Linked DNA regions of Triticum aestivum: region 1 is linked to region 2. Evidence: chromatin contacts called from public HiCAR-type data. All regions are on one chromosome and are shown on one strand. The core of a region is the stretch at or near the end of the contact, and the rest is flanking DNA. Distances in the headings are between cores, read along the strand shown.

Region 1 (3,024 bases), core at 48-2,547, 360 kb before region 2:
TCGTGCGGCGTTGCAACTCGAAGGCGAGCAGCGGTATGTCGGGTGTAGCGGCCCGGAAGGTGGTGTTGGTTGATCACGCAGGACACGATAGAGTGGTGCATGTCGGGAGGTGGCCCTGAGAGTTTCTGCAACTTTGAGGGCTTTGGCCTTGTGTCATGCAGGCGACAAGGTTACAATCAAAGTTGTTCATTGGCATGGCAAGCAAGGAACCTGGAACATGGTTCGGGATGATGCTTGCTTTGCCATCTCTGTAGGAGAGTTCCGGTCTACACCTCCCATAGCAATATTGACTTCTTCTCTTCGACAGTAATGGGAGGCCAGCTAGTTACGGTGATTGGTTTTTCGTTTGTTTCTGTTTTTTGGGGTTGGTGTGTTTTTGTTGGGTTTGTTGTGCCTTCGGACGCTTCTGTAATTAACTGGCAAATTTGAGTGAGGTGTCCGGAATGATGATATATGAGATATAGTTTGGTAGCACCGATTGAAGAGAAACTTGTCCAACATCGTTTGAGATGGTTTGGGCATATTCAGCGCATGCCTTCAGAAGCTCTAGTGCATAGCGGACGGCTAAAGCGTGCCGATAATGTCAAGAGAGGCCAGGGTAGACCGAAGTGGACATGGGAGGAGTCCGTAAAGGGAGATCTGAAGGATTAGAGTATCACCAGAGAATTAGCCATGAACAAGGATGAGTGAAAGCTTGTTATCCATGCGTCAGAACCATGAGTTGGTTGCGAGATTCTCATGGGTTTCAGCTCTAGTCTATCCTAACTTGTTTAGGACTAACGGTTTTGTTGTTATTGTTCTTGCCTCTCGGCCCTATGGAGGCCGAATTTCAGGATGGAACATCCTTGAAATGCGATCTATAAAAAAGAAGTCATCGCCTGAGTGGATGAACAATATCGTGTGTTAAAAAGCCTCAGGTTTGTTCTTTTGCACAACCCTCATTTCAGCGTATTTCGTCTTGAAAATTTACACATTTGTGCATTATGCCTCCATGTATGTCTATTTATTTTCAGATTTTTTTTAAAATGTAAAAATATGAATTTTGAATTTTTTAAAACTGGCCCATGAAGCTCGGCCTCCAAAAGGGATTTTCAGACAATTTTTCCTTTAATAATTAATAGAAGAGGCAAAGTTTTTGCTTCAAAAGAAAGCCTTGCCCCTGACACCGCGTACTGACAGAGACACGCTAACTTGTGGCCCGCACCTCGCGAGCCACGCGGACTCGCCGTCGATGAAAGCCACAGTGTGGAAAGAGCTACAGTGTGAGGATATTTAAAGCAGCGATGCTGACATGATTTTATATTCTTATTAGTGGGCGCATCATTTTTTCTTCTTCACGGAAAGACATCAGCGAGTGAGCATCATAGGCTAGACCGCTTGGAGTCAAGTCAACACATTCTTGCCCACGCGCTCGATCCAGATCTCACTGGATTGGTTCATATAAATCCACCCGAAGCAAGCAACCAGCAAGGAAGCGATTCTTCTCACAAGCCTCATCCACGTTTTGTTGTCCTCTTCGCAGCTGCTCGAGAGAATCACCCCCAAGTGTTGGATCTTCTTCAGGTCAGTCCTTTTTAATCGCGAAGCTGCATATTTTCAGATGTTCTTGCAATAACCATGTATGCTGCTTAGTTTCCAATAGATCCATGTATGCCTAGTCTTGCATACTTAGATCTGTCCTTCTATAAGGTGCATATGAATTTCTGACGATGCATAGATTGAAGCAGCTCGCCTGAAAGCTTGTTCAACCATCAGAAATGGCGACTAGCGCTGGCTTAGGCCAGCCGAGCGTTCTGAGCACATTACCGAAGAATCTGCCCTTAGACTTTCTGAAAACCATCACCGACCAGTTCTCAGAGGCGCGTAAAATCGGTACGGGCGCATTTGGAACTGTTTATATGGTATATGGTCATTCCTCTGCCTTTATATTTTTCACCTTCGCATGAGTTTCTGAAAACACTTCTGAAAAAAGATGCCAATGTTTGCTGAAAAAGTATCTTTGAGGTTGAACAGGGACATATGCCGGATGGCCAAATAATTACCGTGAAGAAACTCGCGGAAAATTCGCCAATCGCACGCGACAAAGCGTTTGCTAACGAGGTTCAGAACATTATGGCTCTCCACCATGAAAATGTACTGAAGTTGGTCGGCTACTGTCACGAAGGTCAAAAGAAAGTGGTGCTGAACAACGGAAGATATATTGTGGCTGACATTGTTGAAAGTTTACTTTGCCATGAGTACTTACCACTGGGAAGCCTTCAGAAACATCTTTTTGGTATATAATACTACCCGACTCAAATTGCTTTCATGTTAATGTTCCAATATGTTTACATTATGAATTGGAGTTTGGCATCAATATATTCCTTTAACTTTTCAATGCTCAATAATGGGGAAAAACTGCAACAGTTGGTATTATCCAAAGAACTTGCTATTGTACTGAAAGGTTGTCTTTTGTGAACATATTTTTGCTGTCGGCATTCTAATAAATAAATGTTTACGTTATTGTAATTCTTTATATTTGAGTAATTCAATAATTCAGTGTTTCACTTCCTCAGAAGTACATACAAAAATGGACTGGAACATACGCTTCAACATAATTAAGGGGATTTGCAATGGTTTGCACTTTGTACACAGCATTCCTATTGTCCATATGGATCTCAAGCCGGAAAACATACTGTTGGATGATAACATGGTGCCGAAAATCGCCGATTTCGGTCTCTCCAGACTCTTTGGTCAAGAACAAACACGGATGAACACACAGAATGTTGTTGGGTCATAGTAAGTAGACCACAAACTGCGATAATGTTTTGGTCCTTTGTCTTAAAGTAAACTGCATTCTAATCTCTCTGATAATACTTATAAAAATCTTAATGATATGCAGTGGATACATAGCTCCGGAATATCTATACAGAGGTGAAATCTCCACGAAGTCAGACATATACAGTTTAGGCCTACTAATCATGGAGACTACCACGGGAGAGAAGAATTGTCCAGGCAAAGAACCGTCTGCAGTGCAATTCATAA
Region 2 (2,930 bases), core at 402-2,901:
TAGAGAGAGAGAGAGAGAGAGAGTTAGGATTAGCCTGCTAAGGACATCTCTATCTGATGCCCTAAATTTTATAGGAGTAAACGATTGAGTAAACTTTAGAGGAGCACATTTTCTCCTCTAAAGAAATATTATTTCTAGCCCAATCCCAAAACTTAACAGAGTGAAAAAACTGAAAGGCACATGAACACAAATTCGGTACTAATTAGGTTCAAACTAGTACATAAAACATAATTAAACGACATTCGGTGCAAATTCTGAATATTTACATCGAACTTAAAACGAAATTCAAAATTTTAGCTAGAAATTTAAACCTAGTCCGATTCTTCCATGAGCGCCTTTCACTTCTTTCTTCTCAAACCACCAATCGTTGGGTCGGGGCCATCGCTGGAGCCAGCACCGTCGCCATCTTCATTGCTGGATAGGTCTATGACGTCGGTCCTCCCCACCGCGCACTCCGCATACAGGCGACGGTCCGCCTCCATGCGCTCCGGGTAGCGGCGGTGGAACTCCTCCATGTACAGCTTGACGGCTTGCTCCGCCGCGAGTCGCTCGCGGGCCTCTCGGTCCTTCCGCCTGTTGTGCGGGGTGGCGACGCAGTGGTCCACCGGCTCCAATGGCAGCACGTAGCCATCTGGGTAGTTACGGCGACCGACAACGTCGTACAAGTGCACTGACATGATGTCGTATGCATCCGCCGAGTGGAAGAAGCCCAACTAGTGGGTCTTGCCGGTGTCGCGCTCGTAGATCTCGGCGATCCAAGTCCCCCACTTGCGCTGCCGCACACTGTGGTACCTCGGCTCCGGCGGTGGCCACGGCGGGAGGTCGGGGAAGGCAGATGCGCATGAGGAGGAGGCGCCGCCATGGCGTGGATCCACTAGCCAAGCATTGCGGATGGGTGGGGCGGGCTTGGGGAAGGTGGCAGAGGATCCAACCATTGTCACCGACGTGCAGGCGGTGGAGCGGGCATGGTGTGGCGCGTGGGTGGATTGGGTGGTGGGGGCAGTGGGTTTGCTCGACGCGTGGAAGGGGAAAAGATTTACTCGATGGTTGAGAGGTGGCGTATTTTTAGTGCTCGACGGCCGCTCGGAGTAAATTATTTAGTCACTTAACGATTTTAAGGGGATCGGCTAGGTCTGGTTTAAAGGAATAAAGCAGATTTTTTTACTTTTCTAACCGGTTTTAGGGGAACGACTAGCGATGCCCTAAACATATTTTTGTGATGTTGTTTGACGTCACAGAAGACATGTATCTTCGCCACTGTCGTAATTGCCGACAAAAATATATTGCCTCCATCCTAAATAAGTTTGCTTAGATTTGTCTAGATACATAATAGACAAATCTTCGAAATAGAGGGTGTACTATTAGCATGACACATTGTGCTTGGTCAACACGTTTCGAGTAGGGAATCACGTGTGCATCCTCTTGGCCACCGCACCGCGCACGCGGCCGCCGTCGATCGAAACAGACAGCGGACCATCGACATAGTATTGAATACGGAGTTACGTCTCAGACGATCTCTGCGAGCAGAGCCGTCCCTATCGGCGTCCAACACGCTTCCGCATCCGGAGGAGGTCGCAGCGAGGACTTGGCGCTCAAAGATAGGGACATGAGTGAGGACTGTAGTATTATACGATGGGAGGAGGAAGCTTCCTCTTTAATCCAGTGCTTTGACTGATTCCTTCACCACACTTGCGTGTAAAGCAAAGCGTCCATTCCCGTTCCTCGTCTTGCTTGCCATGCAAATAGAGCCATATAGAGTACATCATCGCAGCTTGGATCCATCCTCCACTCTCATACATCGTCGATCCCATAACCGTCTTCTCTTTGAGGCTGCTGTGCTGATAAAGGCAGAGCCATCGTTTCCGGATAACGCTCCGCATCCTCTGCCTTTCTTTCCTCTGGGTTAGAACAACACTAGGTACTTTCTTCTCTTCTCCTTCCCGGGTGTGCATGGCTTGAAATGAGCTTTAATTATTTGAGCCAAGCTTCTTATTCTGCTCCTGTTTGAAGGTGGTTTTGAGACATGGGCGACGAGGATAGCGCATACTATCTCCTGGAGAGCAGGTTACGCGATCCAAGCGCTGACCCGACTGATCTACCCTTGTCACTCTTCAAATCAATCACCAATAATTTTTCCGATAAAGAAGTAATCGGTAGCGGAGGATTTGGAGTGGTTTACAAGGTACGCATTTATGCTAAAATAATCATGATTATCATACATTTCACTCTGGTGTCAATCATATCCACCAGTTGGGGTTTTATCGAGTTACACGAAGGAAGAAAAACGTAGGATTGTCCTACAAAATTGGAGTGTCCATATTCACATATATGCTACTCCTTAAAATATACTACTAACAAAACATATGCTAATCAGGGAGTGCTTCCCAGTGGAATATTTGTTGCTGTGAAGAAACTTTCCGACGCTTTAGTTGAAGACAAGTTGTTTCAGGACGAGGTTGCTTGTCTCATAAGGGCCAAGCACAGAAATATAGTTCGGTTACTTGGCTATTGTGCAGACACACAAGGAAAAATTACAGAATACAAAGGGGAGCTCATAATGGCGAAAGTACGAGCAAGGCTGCTATGCTTTGAGTATGTATCTGGAGGTAGCCTGGACATGCACCTTGAAGGTATGACAATGATGCACCGTGTAATTTCCTTGCTCTAGCTAAAATAAAAGACTTCAGTACAATTTCCTACCGTTCCAATTATTCTTTGTCGCTAATTCTCGAATGGTCTTAACATTTGCATCTTAGTTGTCCTCATTCTCACTTACACATGCAGATGAATTTTGCGGGCTTGAATGGCATCAACGCTACATAATAATTAAGGGAATTTGTCATGGCTTGCGCCATCTTCACGAGGAACAGAAAATTATCCATATGGATCTCAAGCCTCAGAATATATTGATGGATCCTAATATGGTACCA

What was found. HiCAR-type assays count read pairs that join an accessible place to other places.
Region 1: a HiCAR-type map of leaf shows a contact between it and region 2, with 5 times the contacts expected there. The contact joins the promoter of LOC123096245 here to the promoter of LOC123096242 in region 2. A contact is called at or near these places in 1 of 5 Hi-C or Micro-C datasets (leaf) and 1 of 1 datasets of contacts at active chromatin or transcription factors (leaf).

What each region holds. Positions count from the first base shown.
Region 1 is chr4D:65,537,716-65,540,739 of IWGSC CS RefSeq v2.1, reverse strand. LOC123096245 (putative receptor-like protein kinase At4g00960) reads left to right here and starts at 1,297. Exons shown (of 7, transcript XM_044517921.1): 1 at 1,297-1,563; 2 at 1,718-1,901; 3 at 2,014-2,275; 4 at 2,556-2,778; 5 at 2,882-3,024. The coding sequence starts at 1,758.
Region 2 is chr4D:65,182,798-65,185,727 of IWGSC CS RefSeq v2.1, reverse strand. LOC123096242 (CBL-interacting serine/threonine-protein kinase 7) reads left to right here and starts at 1,651. Exons shown (of 14, transcript XM_044517915.1): 1 at 1,651-1,918; 2 at 2,011-2,182; 3 at 2,375-2,630; 4 at 2,785-2,930. The coding sequence starts at 2,024.